2 separate regions of the Sus scrofa genome follow, and region 2 is linked to region 1. The links are chromatin contacts, called in public HiChIP or PLAC-seq maps. All regions are on one chromosome and are shown on one strand. The core of a region is the stretch at or near the end of the contact, and the rest is flanking DNA. Distances in the headings are between cores, read along the strand shown.

Evidence for each region. HiChIP or PLAC-seq counts read pairs in DNA pulled down with a chosen protein or histone mark.
Region 2: a contact with region 1 is called in an H3K27ac HiChIP or PLAC-seq map of alveolar macrophages, with 4 times the contacts expected there. The contact joins the enhancer-like site here to the promoter of WNT7B in region 1. A contact is called at or near these places in 1 of 5 promoter capture datasets (liver), 19 of 47 Hi-C or Micro-C datasets (adipocytes, alveolar macrophages, embryonic fibroblasts and 12 more) and 2 of 2 datasets of contacts at active chromatin or transcription factors (alveolar macrophages and skeletal muscle).

Annotation. Positions count from the first base shown.
Region 1 is chr5:3,519,597-3,526,725 of Sscrofa11.1, forward strand. It overlaps WNT7B (protein Wnt-7b), which reads left to right and starts at 1,816. Exons shown (of 4, transcript XM_021091384.1): 1 at 1,816-2,427. The coding sequence starts at 2,357. LOC110260613 (a long non-coding RNA gene) reads right to left here and starts at 3,689. Exons shown (of 3, transcript XR_002343852.1): 1 at 3,207-3,689.
Region 2 is chr5:3,620,790-3,627,824 of Sscrofa11.1, forward strand. No RefSeq gene overlaps it. Among named protein-coding and RNA genes, the nearest start is that of WNT7B, 100 kb to the left of the region's middle. Within about 2 kb of position 3,287, at least 9 of the 83 cell types and tissues checked have an H3K27ac peak or open chromatin away from gene starts, as enhancers often do. A contact at or near this core is called in alveolar macrophages, where this site is marked.

The DNA.
Region 1 (7,129 bases), core at 566-3,065:
GAGGCCCCGGGCGGGGAGGAGGCAGCCACTGCAGGGGCTATTATTTAAGTCCCGCCACACTCCACAGTCCCGAGGATTCGCCCCATTATCGGAGGCGGAGACCGAGGCTGGTGGCGGTACCAGGCGAGGCGGCTCCCAGAATCTGTGCCAGGATGGGGCACACTGCCCGCCTCGCAGTCCCGGGACCTGGCGTGGCTCAAGCGGCCCGCAACACCCCTCTCCCACCCCGGTCTTGGCGCGCCCGCCGCCTCGCGTCGGAGCATCTGCCGTGTCACCGCCGGGTGGCAGCATCGTCTCGCGCGCCCCAGCTCCTCCCGCGACTCCCACCTCCCAGTCGGTCCCGCTCCAGCCACCGGCTGCGAGGGCTCGGCCCCCGACCCTCCCATTTCCAGGACTCAGCTTCCTGTTCCGTGGAACGGGGTGACATCTGGGGCGCTGGGACACAGGGGACCCTCGAGGGTGAAGCCTCTATTGTCATTTCACTTCTTTCTGTGCCTCAACCTCCCTGCCTGCGATTGTCTCCCACTCGCTTTCATCTGTAAATGCTCCTTATCCGCCCCGCTCCGCACAGCTGCACCGGCCCCGCCTCTGATCGAGGGGCCGAGGAATGGCCCGCGCCAGGGTCGTGGCAAAGGTTCAGGGGATTTGGAAGGATTAAGGGGGGATCAGGAGCAGGGGGTCGAGAGGGACTGTTGGGGGGGCGGAAGGTGGGCTCTGAGTTAAAGTCCCGGCTGGGCTGGGCCTGGACTAGGTGGGGCCAAGGGTGGCTGGAAGCACTCCTCCTACCCCCCCCCCGCCCCCACCTCTGGTGCTCATACTCTCACCCCAGCAAGTCTCGAGTCTTGGCTGGTCCTCGGTGACCAAGCGCTTCCCAGTTCCATTCACTTGCCCAGGAGTGGCACCTTGGAAGGCGTCCAGGTCTGTAAACCCGCGGAGCAGGGCAGGAGCCTGGCCAGGACGGCGATGAGGCAGAGGCTCACCATTCTGCCCTCTCAGAACAGACAGGGGTTCTGCCCAGCGGCAGGGTCTGCTACTTGGTACCCACTCCCGGGGCACGGAGCCAAATCAGGCCCCTCCAGTGTGCGAGGCTGGGTGGTGGTTCCGGCCCCAAGCTCTGGGCGCTGAACATGAATACGGAGCCCAGCGCTGCAGAGGAGACACAGCAGACGGAGGGGAACAAGGGTGGCCGGGAAAGCCAGCAGGGGTCCTTGGGGTAGGAGCCTCCACAGAGCCAGGGGACCCCTCTACATCCTCCTCCTCCTCCTCCGCCATGGTGCTCAGCCAAGTGGCTGCCATAGCAGGTCATCTGAGCCATCCTCCTGCATCTGGCCAGGCCTATCTCTCTGTTCCTTCCTTGTTCCTACTCTGATTAAGCGCCACTAACAGCAGGATCGACAGGTGTGGGGGGACTCTGGGCGCTGGAGGAGGGCTCTGATCCAAGTCTGTGGGGCTGGCAGCGATGCCTGGGCTAAGGGTGTGGCCCTGGGGGACCTCATGTAAAGAATTGCTGGGGGAAGGAGAAGCGCGCCCAGAACGCGATGGGGGTGGGTGGTCTCTTCCCCCCCCCCACTAAACACTGAAGCCAAATGGCTACCACAACCTGAGTCGGCCCTTCCCCCCGGTCCCCACCCCCACGGGTGCAGAGGAGCGGCGGGGCCCTCCGCAGGTGTCTTTTCCCGGCCGCACCCTCCCCCTCCCCCCGCCCCCCGCCTCTAAGCACCCAACCCCCTCCCCCCCCCCCGAGTCCCGGGAGGGCAATCGGAAGGGAGCCGGCCTGGGGAGGGGGTTCCGGGGATAGATGCGTTTGTGTGTCACGGGAAGGGAGGAGAAAAGGGAGGGAGAGCCCGGGAGCAAGGGAGAGAGAGCGCACGGCGAGCGAGGAGGGCGGGCGGGAGGCGGATCCTCCTACCTGGGGCTCGCTCGCAGCTCGCTTGCCGGGGCGCGAGTCACCTGGGGAGGCCGACAAGTGCGGACACATTGGCCGCCGCAGCGCTCAGCGAGGCGCGCACGGCCCCAGGCGGCTGCCCCCAGTGGCGGCAGAGCCCGCCCGCCCGCTGCGCTCGCGCCTCGGCCCCAGCCGGCGCCCGTGGGGCCCTGTGGTCACTCCGCCCGGCTCCGAGGTGACGGCCCCCGGCCCAGGTCACTCCCCGAGGCGCACGCGGCGGCGGCCCGGGCTCACCATGGTGGCAGCGCGCGCCGAGTGCCCGCGCGTCGCCGGCCGCCGGAGCCGCAGCGCCGGCTGAGAGCTGTCCACCGAAGCCGCCGCCCCCCGCCCCCCGCTCCCGCGCGATCCTCGCCCGGCCCGCGCGTCCCCTCCGGCCGCCGCTGTCTATGGCGCAGCCCCCCTCCCTGGATCATGCACAGAAACTTTCGCAAGTGGATTTTCTACGTGTTTCTCTGCTTTGGCGTTCTCTACGTGAAGCTTGGGTGAGTAGCCCAGTGGGCAGGGGCCGCTGCCCGGGATCTGAGCAGCCTGCAGGAGCCGCCTCCGTAGGGTCCCCCAGGGGGCCATGGGTACAGGCGTGGGGCATAGCGGCTCTCGGGGATCCGAGGCTGGCCTGAGTGTTGGACCCTCGTCCCGGGCCGGCAGAGATGCAGCCAAGCCCTTCGAGCCCTGGGCACTCCCGAGGGGCGCCCGGCCCAGGGCTGGAGGAGGGAGAGCAGGACGCGCGGGCGGCCCGGCTCGCGGGTAGCGGCGAGCGTGCCCGGCGCGTACTTTCACCTGTTTGGGCTCCAGGCCCCGGGGGTGGGACGCGCCTTCCCTCCCCCGGGCCGCGCCGGGCGCCGAGCCCAGGCCGAGCGCTCGCCGCCTGGAGGGCGCGCCGGGGCGGGGGGCGGGGGGCTTCGGGCGGCCGAGGGCCCCGGGCGGGCGGGCGGGGACGCGCACCCCGGCAGCGAGCGCGCAGGCCTGGGCACTCGCCACGGCCCTTCGTCTCTATCCATCACCCGGACGTGTTGAAATTACCTTGACAACTCGTCCGGCTGGCTCGGGATGGGCCGCGCGGGCGGCCGGGCCGCCTCGGGCTCGGTCCCGGCCCGGCGCCCCCGCCCGCCGGGGGCCCTCTGCCCGGCCCCCTCTCGCCGCGCTCCCCCTCGCGCGGCCCGGAGGGCGGGCGGGCGGGCGCCCGGCGGGCCGCGCTCGCTGCTCGCTGCAGTAGCTGCTCCGAGTCGTATTTCCACATTCCTGAACCCAGCCGAGTCCTTACCTGTTGAGCTGCGATCTCCTTTAGACAGAATCTGTCTCGGCCTCGCTCGAAGTGGGGGTGGGGGGCGATGTGACCATGAGGGGGTGCGGGGCCCCTCGCCCTGGGCGCCCACGGCTCCGCGCCCCGACCACGCGCCCTGCGCGCCTACTGTGCGCTGCCAACCACGGGAAGGCAGGCCGGGTCCCGGCGGCGGGGAGAGCTGGGGAACAGCCCCGAGGGAGGGCCGGAGTCACGGCCTCGCCTCCCGGGCGGGCGGAGAGGCAGAAGCCGACCTGAGAATAATTTCATCCACCGCCCCTCCCTCCATGGCCCTCTCCACCATTTTACAGAAGGAGAAACTGAGGCCCAGGCCCGCAGAGACCAAGGCCAGGCAAAGGCAGGGCTGGAAGCTCCCTGTCCTAGCCTCAGCTCTGCAGGCCTGGGCGGGCGTGTCTGCGGCGGCTGGTGGCTCTGTTTGTTGTGGGTCTGTGTGTAGGCTGTGTCCCTGGGTGTTTGTTTATGGGAGGTGAGGGTGCCCTGTGCTGAGTCTGCTGGGGAGGTGGGGCGCTGGGGGGGATTGGGGAGGGAGGCATGGGTTTCCAGACTCTTCAGCAGCCCCTGAGGTTACAGTTTCGCCCCCTGTGCCCCCTAAAGTAATGGGCAGCCCCCAAAGAGGCTTACGCTCCGCCACCTGCTTCTCGAACTGAGGCCTTGTTGCCTCCAGGCAACCCTGGAGGTAAGTGCTTTCAATTTTCTTGTTTTAAGGACTGGGAAGGGATGGGGCAGGGGAGGCCAAGTGACTGTCCACAAGAGTAAGTGGCAGAGCTGGGACTTCCACCACCGGCTGCTCTCCCGAACACCAGCTCCTCAGCAGGAGTCATCGGAGAGCACCCGCTTGCGCTTCCAGCCGTGGGGAGAGCTCTATGGATCCAGCCCCATCTCCCCAGTCCCCGCCAGTAGGAGAAGCCGAAGGCGATGCCTAGGCTGGACTCCCAGGGCTCCAGGTCGCCGAGACCACGGGCCGGCGCCCCCTCCCCGCTCCTCCTTGAGCCCGGTTCCCGCCTGTACATGGGACTGCAGCTCTGACCGCCCTGGGGAGGGTGGTGGCTAGTGTCTATGTAGAGAGAATCTAATGAGGCAAGACCCAGCCTGTGTGCCCAGGCGCCTGGACCGCGTGAGACCCGCCAGGTGGTGGCCCTGGTTCTTTCCTCTGTCCCTGCCAAGGAGCCCTGGGGAAGGAAAGGCCTCCCCTTGGCGGCCCCTAAAACACACACCCTCTCACTCCTAAGCATCCCTGTGAAACCACAGCCAGGAAAGCCAGAGAGCCACCCTGGGGTCTGCAGAGGGGAAGGCAGGGCAGGGAGGGGGCTCAGCCCCTGCCACCTCACACTGAGGTGCCTGCATGGGGTGGGGGGAGTGGGCCTGCTTTCTTTGCAGCCCATCTTGGCTACACAGGGTGGGAGTGTGCTCGGCCTGGATGTGATCTAAGGGGTTAAATGACCCGGAAGCCTAGTGCCTCAAGGACAAGGTTTGGGGATCCATCCTCCCTGTCACTCCTTGCTGGGTGGCCTCAGGTGAGCTCTCTATTCTCCCAGCCCACCTTTGTTCACTGGGAACACGGAGTAACAGTAGCACCTCTTTCACCGGATGCTGAGTTTAGTCCTGGGGGCCTGTGCTCCGCGGGTGGGGTGGACGGTATCCCCATGAAATCAACCCTTTCATATTGTTAGTGAGGTCCCCGCCATGGCAGGAACCCAGGGACTCCTCCAGAGAGCGGATTCTGGGCCACCTGGATTCCCAGGGGTTGGGATTTTAGGGTCAAAAAAGTTTTAAGAAAGTATCTGAGATTGTAGGTGTTGGGGGACTTTTCTGTGATTATAGCTCTACCCCCCACCCCAGCCCAGCCGTCCATGCTTATGGGTGTTCAGGGGCTGCTCCCCTCCCCACAGCCCCATGCCCCCAGCCTGGGTGCTGGTGCAGATGTGCAGCCCCCAGGGGAGCCCCTGGGCCGGCAGGCATGGAGCCCTCAGCCCCTGAGACTCTTTGGCAGATCAGGGCTTCAAAAGCAGATGCGCCTTGGTTTCAGGGTGATTTGGAAACACATGGCTTTGAGGAGTTTCGGCTCCTCACTTTGGAGCTGAGCCACCTCCAAGCGGCGGCCCTGGAGGACGCCGAGCCAGGGCCAGTAGGAGGCATCTGAAGTCTGGCACCCCCCAGAACGGAGGTCATGAAGTTCCAGGACCAGCCTTGCTCCACACCTGCCTCCCACTCTTGGGGTCAGGAGAGGTAGAAGAGCCCACAGGGACCTGAGAGGCCCTGCCCCAGGGGGATGAAGGTGGGGGAGGCGGCCACCTCCCCCAGGAAGCTCTGGAAGAATCTCCAGGCCAGGCGGAGAAGCCAGGGAATCCACTTCCTTGGAGACCACTGCACAGACTTGTTCGTGGTCATCTTCTCTCTTCGTGTCTTAGCTCCTGCTTAAGGGGTCTGCACTGCTGTCTAGACGGACATTCATATTCTTATGTAGCCAGGCTGGGCAGACAATAGGAGGTGGGACTCAAAAATGTGACTTGGGCTTAAAAAAAAAAAAAAAATCCCTGGAAGGAGGATGTTCAGAAAGGTGTGTTCTTCGGGAGTTCCTGTTGCGGCTCAATGGAAATGAATCTGACTACCATCCATGAGGACGTGGGTTCAATCCCTGGCCTCGCTCAGTGGGTTAAGGATCCAGCGTTACCATAAGCTGTGGTGTAGGTCGCAGACACGGCTTTGATCCCGAGTTGCTGTGGCTGTGGTGTAGACTGGCAGCTACAGCTCCGATTCGGCCCCTAGCCCGGGAACCTCCATATGCTGCGACTGCGGCGCTAAAAAGACACCCCCCCCCTAAAAAAAAGAAAAAAGAAAAGAAAGAAAGAAAAGTGTGTTCTTTCGATCTCCCCACACCTATGCCAACCAACTCCTCAAAGGAGAACGAAAGAAGTGAGGTAGGGCAGGCCAGAGTTGGGGGCTGCTGTGCACTTGTTGGGGGCGCGTTCCCACGGTTCGCGTCTCTAAAGAGACTTGAGGCAGGACCCTGCAGAGGCCAGTGCGCTTGCGCACAGGTGAGCCCAACCATGCTGGGCCTGGTTGGCAGCGGCAGCGGCCAGTCTCACCAAACCCAAGGGCGCGAAGGCACAGGCGCAGCGCACAGGGGGCATTCGGGCGCACACCCTGCGCCCTCACAGAGCGCCTACGCTCCCGCAGGCACACACAGGCATATGCAGGCACGTGCTTGCACACAGGAACACACATTGCCCAGCACAACCCCCAAGAGAAGCGCACGCCCCCGCACGGTTATCCCGCGGTGCCTCCCCCCACCCCCGCCCCCCGAGGTGCACCCTCCGGAGCAGGCTGGAGCCGTATGCCTCGCTGATGTTGCTGGCGGGGTGGGGGTGGGGGGGGTTGTCGGAGCCAAGGCAGTTTGGGCAAGCCCTGGAGGCGGCTCCCGCCGCACGCTTCGGTCAGCCTCCCCTTTAAAAAACCCGCCCGCGGAGGAGGCGGATGTAGGGGTGGCCCGTCCAATGGCAGCTGCGCGCCTCGGGAGACTGGAAGACGTGAGCCAGAGCGAGCGACAGAGCTGGTTCCGACCGATCGACGGACGGAGGGCCAGACTGCGGCGGAGACGGACCCGCTGCCCACTGCCCGCTCCCTCGCCTGGCACTCCAGCCCCAACCCCAGCCCCAGCGAGATGCGCGGCCCTGGCGGCGGGGCACAGGCGACCACCGCGCCGGGGCCCGCGCGCCCCGGTCCCTAGCGCCCTGTGGTCCCTAGCGCCCTGTGCCGCTGCCCTACCTGGGGGAGGGCCGCGGAGACCCCAGCCTCAGCTGGCCCACGCGCTCTGCTCGCGGGGCCTGCCCAGCCCCGCCAGGAGCGCGGGCCCACCATGCTCCTGCTGTCGCCGCGCAGCGCGC
Region 2 (7,035 bases), core at 2,037-4,536, 100 kb after region 1:
GGAGATCAGGAAAAAGCCTCTCCTGCAAGAGTGGGGCAGACACACCATGGTTACAGAGCAAATATTAGAATTTCCTCCCCCCTCCCCTTAGTGCCTTGCGGGGTGCATTCGCGCTAAAAGTCTCTGCCCCTGGACTCGAACCTGACTTCTATTTAATAAAGGGGTGCAGGGGGAGGGAGGCACGTTCGAGGCAGTAGGTTTGTTGGGCATGTGTTTGGAAGCAGAGCCCAGGAGGCTGAGTCACAATTAGGCAGGTGAAGACGAGGTAACACCGGGAGGAAATTCATCCTGGCAAGACTCGGTGGGGTTCTCCTGGCTTTCTCAACAGGGTGATTCTTCACTGTGGGGTCTGTGGCAGGCATTTAGGGATGTTTGACGCCCTGGCTCCTGCCCCCTGAATGTCAAGTCACGTCCTCCCATAGCCGCGGTGACAACTCACGCTCCCACGAGTTCCCAAATGCCCCCTGGCGGGGGTGGAGGGTACTGCCAGCGGAGAGCTGCTGCGGTAGAAATCAGGCTTGTGCCGAGCCTATGCGTGTGCGCGTACGTGCGGGGAGTCGGGAGGGATGGTGCTTAGAGATGAGGCTGTGGAGAAGCACGCAGCACCCAGACCAAACTGCCTGGAAAGGCATGCTGGGGGGTAAGCCACCCTTGGAGTGGGGGGATGACGTGGCTGATTCATGTTCTAGAAACTTCGCGCTGGCTCCCGGGTGCGGCATGCTTCAGAGGGCGTTCGGACTGGAGACAGCGGCCTGGGATTTTCTTGGTGGAAAGTTCAATCGCCAATTCAATTTCTTTAACAGATATAGGGCTCTGTGGATCTTCTATTTCTTTTTTTGTCCATTTTGATAATTCATGTCTTTAGCAGAAATCATTTCAATTTTCTTGGGGTTTTTTTGCACACACATTCCTCTTTCCCTCATTTTCCTTTTCATGCCTGTAGGATTTGTAGTGATGTCCCCTTTTTCTTGATCTTGTTAATCTGTGGGATTTTTTTTCCTCGAGCAGGCTCACTGGAGATTTGTCAACTTGATTTTTTTTTTTTTTTTTTTAAAGAACCAGCTTTTGGTTTTACTGAGTTTTCTCTGCTGTTTGCCCATGTCTTATTTTATTGATTTCTGCTTTTTAGGGTCGCACCTGCAGCATATGAAGGGTCCCAGGCTGGGGTTCAATCGGAGCTGTAGTTGCCGGCCTACACCACAGCCACAGCCACACCGGATCCTTAACCCCCTGAGGGAGGCCAGGGATCGAACCCGAGCTCTCTACCATCTGTTGCTCAGGGTTCCTAGTCGGATTCGTTTCCACTGCACCACGACGGGAACTCCTGATCTCTGCTTTCCCTGGTAGTTTGCTTTCTTCTACGTCCTTGGTCCTTTGTGTTTCACTAGCTCTTCTTTTTCTAGCTTCTCATGGTGGAAACTTCAGATTGATTTAATCTCTCCTCTTTTCTAACAAAACATTTAAAAGCTCTCAATTTCCTTCAACACAACTTTAGCTGCGTTTCAGAATTGTTCATGTAGAGCTGACCTTGAACAACGTAGGTCTGAACTCTGCAGGTACACTTAGCCCTCCGGTTGCCCTCAGACACCATGGTGCCACATGCTCCCGGACGGACTGAATCCGCAGATGCGGAACTTTGGCCATGGGGGGTGGGGACAATGGGACTTGAGCATCTGTGGATTTTGGTATCTGAGGTGAATTCTGGAACCCACCCCTCACAGATACCAAGGGCTGGCTGTATTCTCTTCTTCTTATCACTCAAACATTTTAAATGTGTTTTATAATTTTTCTTTCACCCACAGGCTATTGGGCAGTGTGCATTTTCATTTCCAAATATTCAGATATTGTCCAGGTATCTTTTTCCAATGGATTTTAATTTCATTCTCATATGGCCAGAACTTAATTCTGTATGTGATGTGATACATATTCTGTATGACTTCAAGCATAAGAACATGACATTAGGAGAAAATTCTGTGAGTAAAGTGAAATGGAAATGCAGCTGCTAGAAGAAAACGTAAACACATTATTTCCAAACATGAAAAGAAAGCACATTCTGTCTATAAAATGGATGTGGCGGGAACTACATTTTTCTACATGTCAATTCTGTTAAAATCACTTACAGGAGTGATGTATTCGTTTTCTTTAAAGCCTCTCTACCATCTGTGGCAAATGATATTATTTGTAACTCTAAATACTTGAGCTGTAGAACAATATCAGCTTGAAATGTTGGTGTAGATTTTTTTCAAAGTTCTTTTAAAAAAATATGAACCAAGAGTCAGAAGACAACGGAGCTAAATAATGAATGAAAGGGTGTCTGGAACTGGGGAGTTGTGTGGGGTTTTTGTTGTTGTTGTTGTTGTTGTTTTTAGATGGGTGAAACTTGAGCCTGTTGGAAAGGACGCACACAGGAGGAAGAGAGAGACCCCCCACCCCACGACCGTGACCCGGGATGGCATCCCTGCTCAAGTGGAGGGACCAGCCCCCAAAGAAGGAGGGCTGGAGGGACCGGTGGATGCAGAGGCAGGAAGAGGAAAGAGACATTTGGGGAAAACAAGCTCTTGCAGAGCCTTGTGGAGCTCGTTGCAGGGGTGCAGGTGGCATGACATAGGTGGGTATGGCGGCGACTGCTATGCACGCTCGCTGCAGGCCCGAGTGTCCCTCGGGGCACCCAGCACAGCTGTAACCGCACTTTCTTTCATGATCTGGTCAACGTCTGCCTCCCTCGGCACACCGGGGGCAGCACGGGGACCACTGACTGTCCAGACGCAGCGCCCGGCAGAGTGCCCGGCACTTGCTGTTTGCTGGAGGAGGGATGGCTGGCCAGGTGTCGGGGTCACAGAGCACAGCTGCGTGAAAGTCACGATGCGCTGTGGTGACCATTTCCCGGCGGCCTGCTGTGCAAAGGCGCCAGATCCACGCCCCCACCCCACCCCCTGCAGCGCCACTTCTGAGTCAGTGGTCCTGGCGCATGAAACACTCTAGGCAGTCGCCGCAAAACCCAGGGGTTCGTGGGAGGTGAAGGTTAAGGTGAACCTACGCCCTTGACAGGGCCCCTGGAGAAGGGGCGTGTTATGGGGGTTTGGGACAATGGGCAAGACTTAGGGGAACAGAGGGAGAAGGATCCACGCAGGTCGGGGGTCAGGGGAGGCAGCGGGGCAGGGCTGGGCGGGGCTCCTGTGCCGCTCCCGCCACGCCCCCTGCGGGGGAGGACCCGCCCAATCACCGAGCATCTTCTAAAAGCGAGCCCCTGCCGCAAACCGTCAGGTTAATCCTCGCTGGATTCTGGCCTGATGGAAAAGAGGTAGGCGCTGGCACTCGGAGATGCCCGGTAACTGGCCGTCCCCAGATGGGGACGCTGCCGGTGGTGAGCGAGGCTTTCTGCTCTGCCAGGCTGCCTCTTGTTTTGCTTGGTCCAACACCTCTGCAGCCGCCAGAGTGAGGGTCTCCTGCTGGGGGGCGGAGGGGGGGCTTCGCACCGTCTCAGGCCAGGGCCCAACTCCTTGGGGGGGCACACGAGGTCGCCCCAAGTTCCCAGAGGCGCTGTCCTTCCGGGCTCCAGGCTGATGCACACGGGCTCCCTGCTCAAAACGCCTTTCGAACCCACAGCCACGGGGAGTGGCCGCCAGAAGCCTTCAGGAAGCCTCTTCTGTTCCCACGGTGGCTTTTGGGGCCCAGGGCTGCAGCTCCTGCTTCGAGTCGGCCTCCCCCATGACACAGGGGGCTCCTCCAGGACAAGGGCCACCGTGGTTTATTGCTTTGACCTTCAGCACACACGGAGCACTTGCACTTGTGTCTGTCTGCTGGGGCCGCCAGAACAAGGTGACAGACTGTGACTTAAGTCCCAGACACCCAGCCTCTCTGTCTGGAGGCCAGAAGTCTAAGACCAAGGTGTCAGCAGGGCGGGTTTCCTCCGAGGCCTCTCCTTGGGCTTGCGGACGGCCGCCATCCTGCTCCTGTCTGTGAGATGGTCCCTCGGAGCACGCACGCCCCTGGGGTCTGTGTCCAGTTAGACTGGACCGGGGTCCGCCCTAACAGCTTCCTTTTAATAAAATCACCTCTTTAAGGGGCTTCTCCCCCGATTCAGCCACATTCTGAGGTCCTCGGGTTAGGGCTTCAACACACGGATACGGGAGGGGGGACAATCCAGGCCTCAGTGCTAAATACCCATCAGGCCCAGCCCCTGCCAGCCCAGCGGGAATGCAGAGGGGCAACCAGGCAGTTAACATGGCCAGGGCCAGCGGAGGGTCCCTTCCCGCCCCAGCTGCAGCAGCCTCCACTGCAACAGGACACACACAAGCCCCCCCACCCCTAGGACCCTGGCAAGGCGTGATGGTTCATCCTGTGTCAACCTGACCAGGCCAGGGCATGCCCAGACAAGGGGTCCAACACGGTTCTGGGTGTGTCTGGATGACTCACACTGGACCCGGTCTGCGTAAGCGAGGCAGACAGGCCTCTCCAGCAAGCGGAAGCCTGAGGGCAGGTGGGCCCCATCGTATTGCTTGGAAGCCCCGAGAACAGAGAAGCTGACCCTCCCCTGAGACGGAGGGCTTTTCCTCCTCCCGACCGCCTTGAGCTGGGACTGGGTTTTCTCTTGTCTTTGGACTTGCAGTGAAGCTGGCTTTCGCTGGGGATCAAGTTCACAGGCCTTCAGGCTGGAACGTACACCCCCGGACTTGCAGCCTGCAGATTTGGGGACTGACCAGCTCCGTGACCACAGCTGCCAGTGCTTTTCATCGGTCCCTTTTCTGCGCAGACCCTGACAGGGCCCCTTTCTCAGGAGAACCTGGTGCCAAGTGGCTGCACCATCCTCACCCACACAGACCAGGAGACTAGGGCTTCGGGCCCCCGAGCAGGGCTTTCCTCCAGGGCGAGAGGTGCCGCCGTGCTCCTTTCCAAGCCCCAGGGCAGCACCTGCCTCCTCCTGGCTCCAGGGAGGGCGAACCGCTCACGGCTTGAGTCAGGCCTGCCAGGTCCTGCCGGCCAAGGTGCCCGCATATTTACTTCAAATGAGGACTTCCAAAGTTCCCGGCCACGGGCCCCCTGCTGAAGGGAGCGCTCTGGCTTCATATTCTCCGCCTCCCCACCCCTCTGTCACCATCTCCCGCTCCCTGGCTTCTCTTTTTTTTCTTTTTTGGCCACCTGCAGCAGATGGGGTTCCCAGGCCAGGGATCAGATCCCAGCCGCAGTCACGACTTAAGCTGCAGCCGTAGCAACGCTGGGTCCTTAACCCACTGTGCAGGGCCGGACATCGAACCAGCATCCCAGTGCTCCCGAGGTGCTGCTGATGCTGTTGCACTGTGGTAGACACACCTTCTCTCTCTCTCTTTTTTTTTTTTCTTTTTATGGCCGCATCTGTGGCACATGGATGTTCCCAGGCTAGGGGTCAAATCAGAGCTGTAGCTGCGGCCTACACCACAGCCACAGCAACACCAGATCCGAGCTGCATCTGGGACCCACACCACAGCTCATGGCAATGCCAGATCCTTAACCCACTGAGCAAGGCCAGGGATCGAACCTGCGTCCTCAAGGATACCAGTCGGGTTCATTACCACTGGGCCACAACAGGAACTCCCCCCTTTCGTTCTTGAATTGCCCTGGCCCTGGCCCGACCTTCGTGCTCAGCTCTGGGATCCCTCTGTGGGCATGAACCCTGGCACTGCTCCTCAGGCTGCCTTATTCTTTAGGCCATTCGTGCCAAATGCACCTGCCCAAACAGCCCTCGGCCGCACGAGGAGGGGGCTATGAAGGGCCAGGAGATGAAGTCCCTCCCCGCATGGCAAGCACGCAGGGCTTGACGTCACACCTGGGTGCTGTCCCCACCACCTACCTTCCCTCCTTCCTGGGGTCAGGGGCCACTAGCGCTCAGCGGGCGGCAGGGGGAGGCACAGGCTACCAACCGGACACAGCATGGCCGAGCATCACGCAGGCTGAGATGCGGCCACGGAGTTGAATTCTCGCTAAGAGGAGAGTACAAGACGCATTCGAGTCCAGGCCGCTTCCTTCAAAGGAAACTGCCTGCCCTCTGCTCGGCCTCCTTCTTCCCAAAGGCAGGAAACGAGCACTGTGTGGTCACCCAACTTCAAGTGCACACACGGGGCGACACCCCGGAGAGGGCAGAGCAGTAAGACACGGAGGAAGTGGCCCCCGGCTGAGCCCAGGGCTCTTGGCACCCACCCCGCCTGCCTGTCTGCCTCCAGGGACAGCCCAGCGGCCACTCGTCACGTGAGAAGCAGCAAGCTTCATGCTGGCTGGACCACTGCCGTCTGGGGTCTCTGTTAGAGCGGCTCAGCTTGCGCCCAGCGGAGCAGGTGAGCGTGTGGGTGTCCTGCAGAAAAGGACAAAGCCCAAGGGCACAGCCCAGTGACCTGTCGCAGAGGGAAACGCCTGTGCGACTGCGCTTCGCACGCCCCGTCTAATCCGCTCACGGCCGTCACAGACACATCGTCCCGCCATCACTCACCACTGGGGACCTCAGCCCTGCTGAGAGTGGCCCCCGGCCCCTGCTGCGGTGAACGCACCATGCATGTCACCATGACACGGCTGAGGACTGGCTGTCCCAGTAACCACCAGTCGCCTGCGTCTCCAGGATCAGCCACGCGGGTCTTTCGGTTCCATGCGACCCTTGCGGCGGAAGCGCCGGGCATCCTGCTCAAGTTCAAGCTTAGTGGATAACGAAGGCCAGGCCGTGCCTCCCCGTGGTTACAGGGTGGGGCCACCGACGCCTCCCGCAGCAGCGTTTGAGGAGTCCTGTCTGCCCCACATCCTCCTCAACAAACACACGGTGTTGTCAGGCTGTTTACGGTGACTGTGCTGGTGGGGAGCGGGGCTGCTTCACTGCGGTTTCATCACTTCCTTGATTACCGACGAGGTTCTTAGTAATCCACTGGGGAAACGGGCGTCGTCTTTGTCAGCTGCCTGGTCAAGTCCTGTCCCCCCTTTTCCCGCTTCGTGACTGGTGCATAGCTCCCTACATATCTGGGAAGTGAACCCTTTGTCAGTTGCGTGTGTTTCCAATAGCATCTCCCGTGGCCTTTT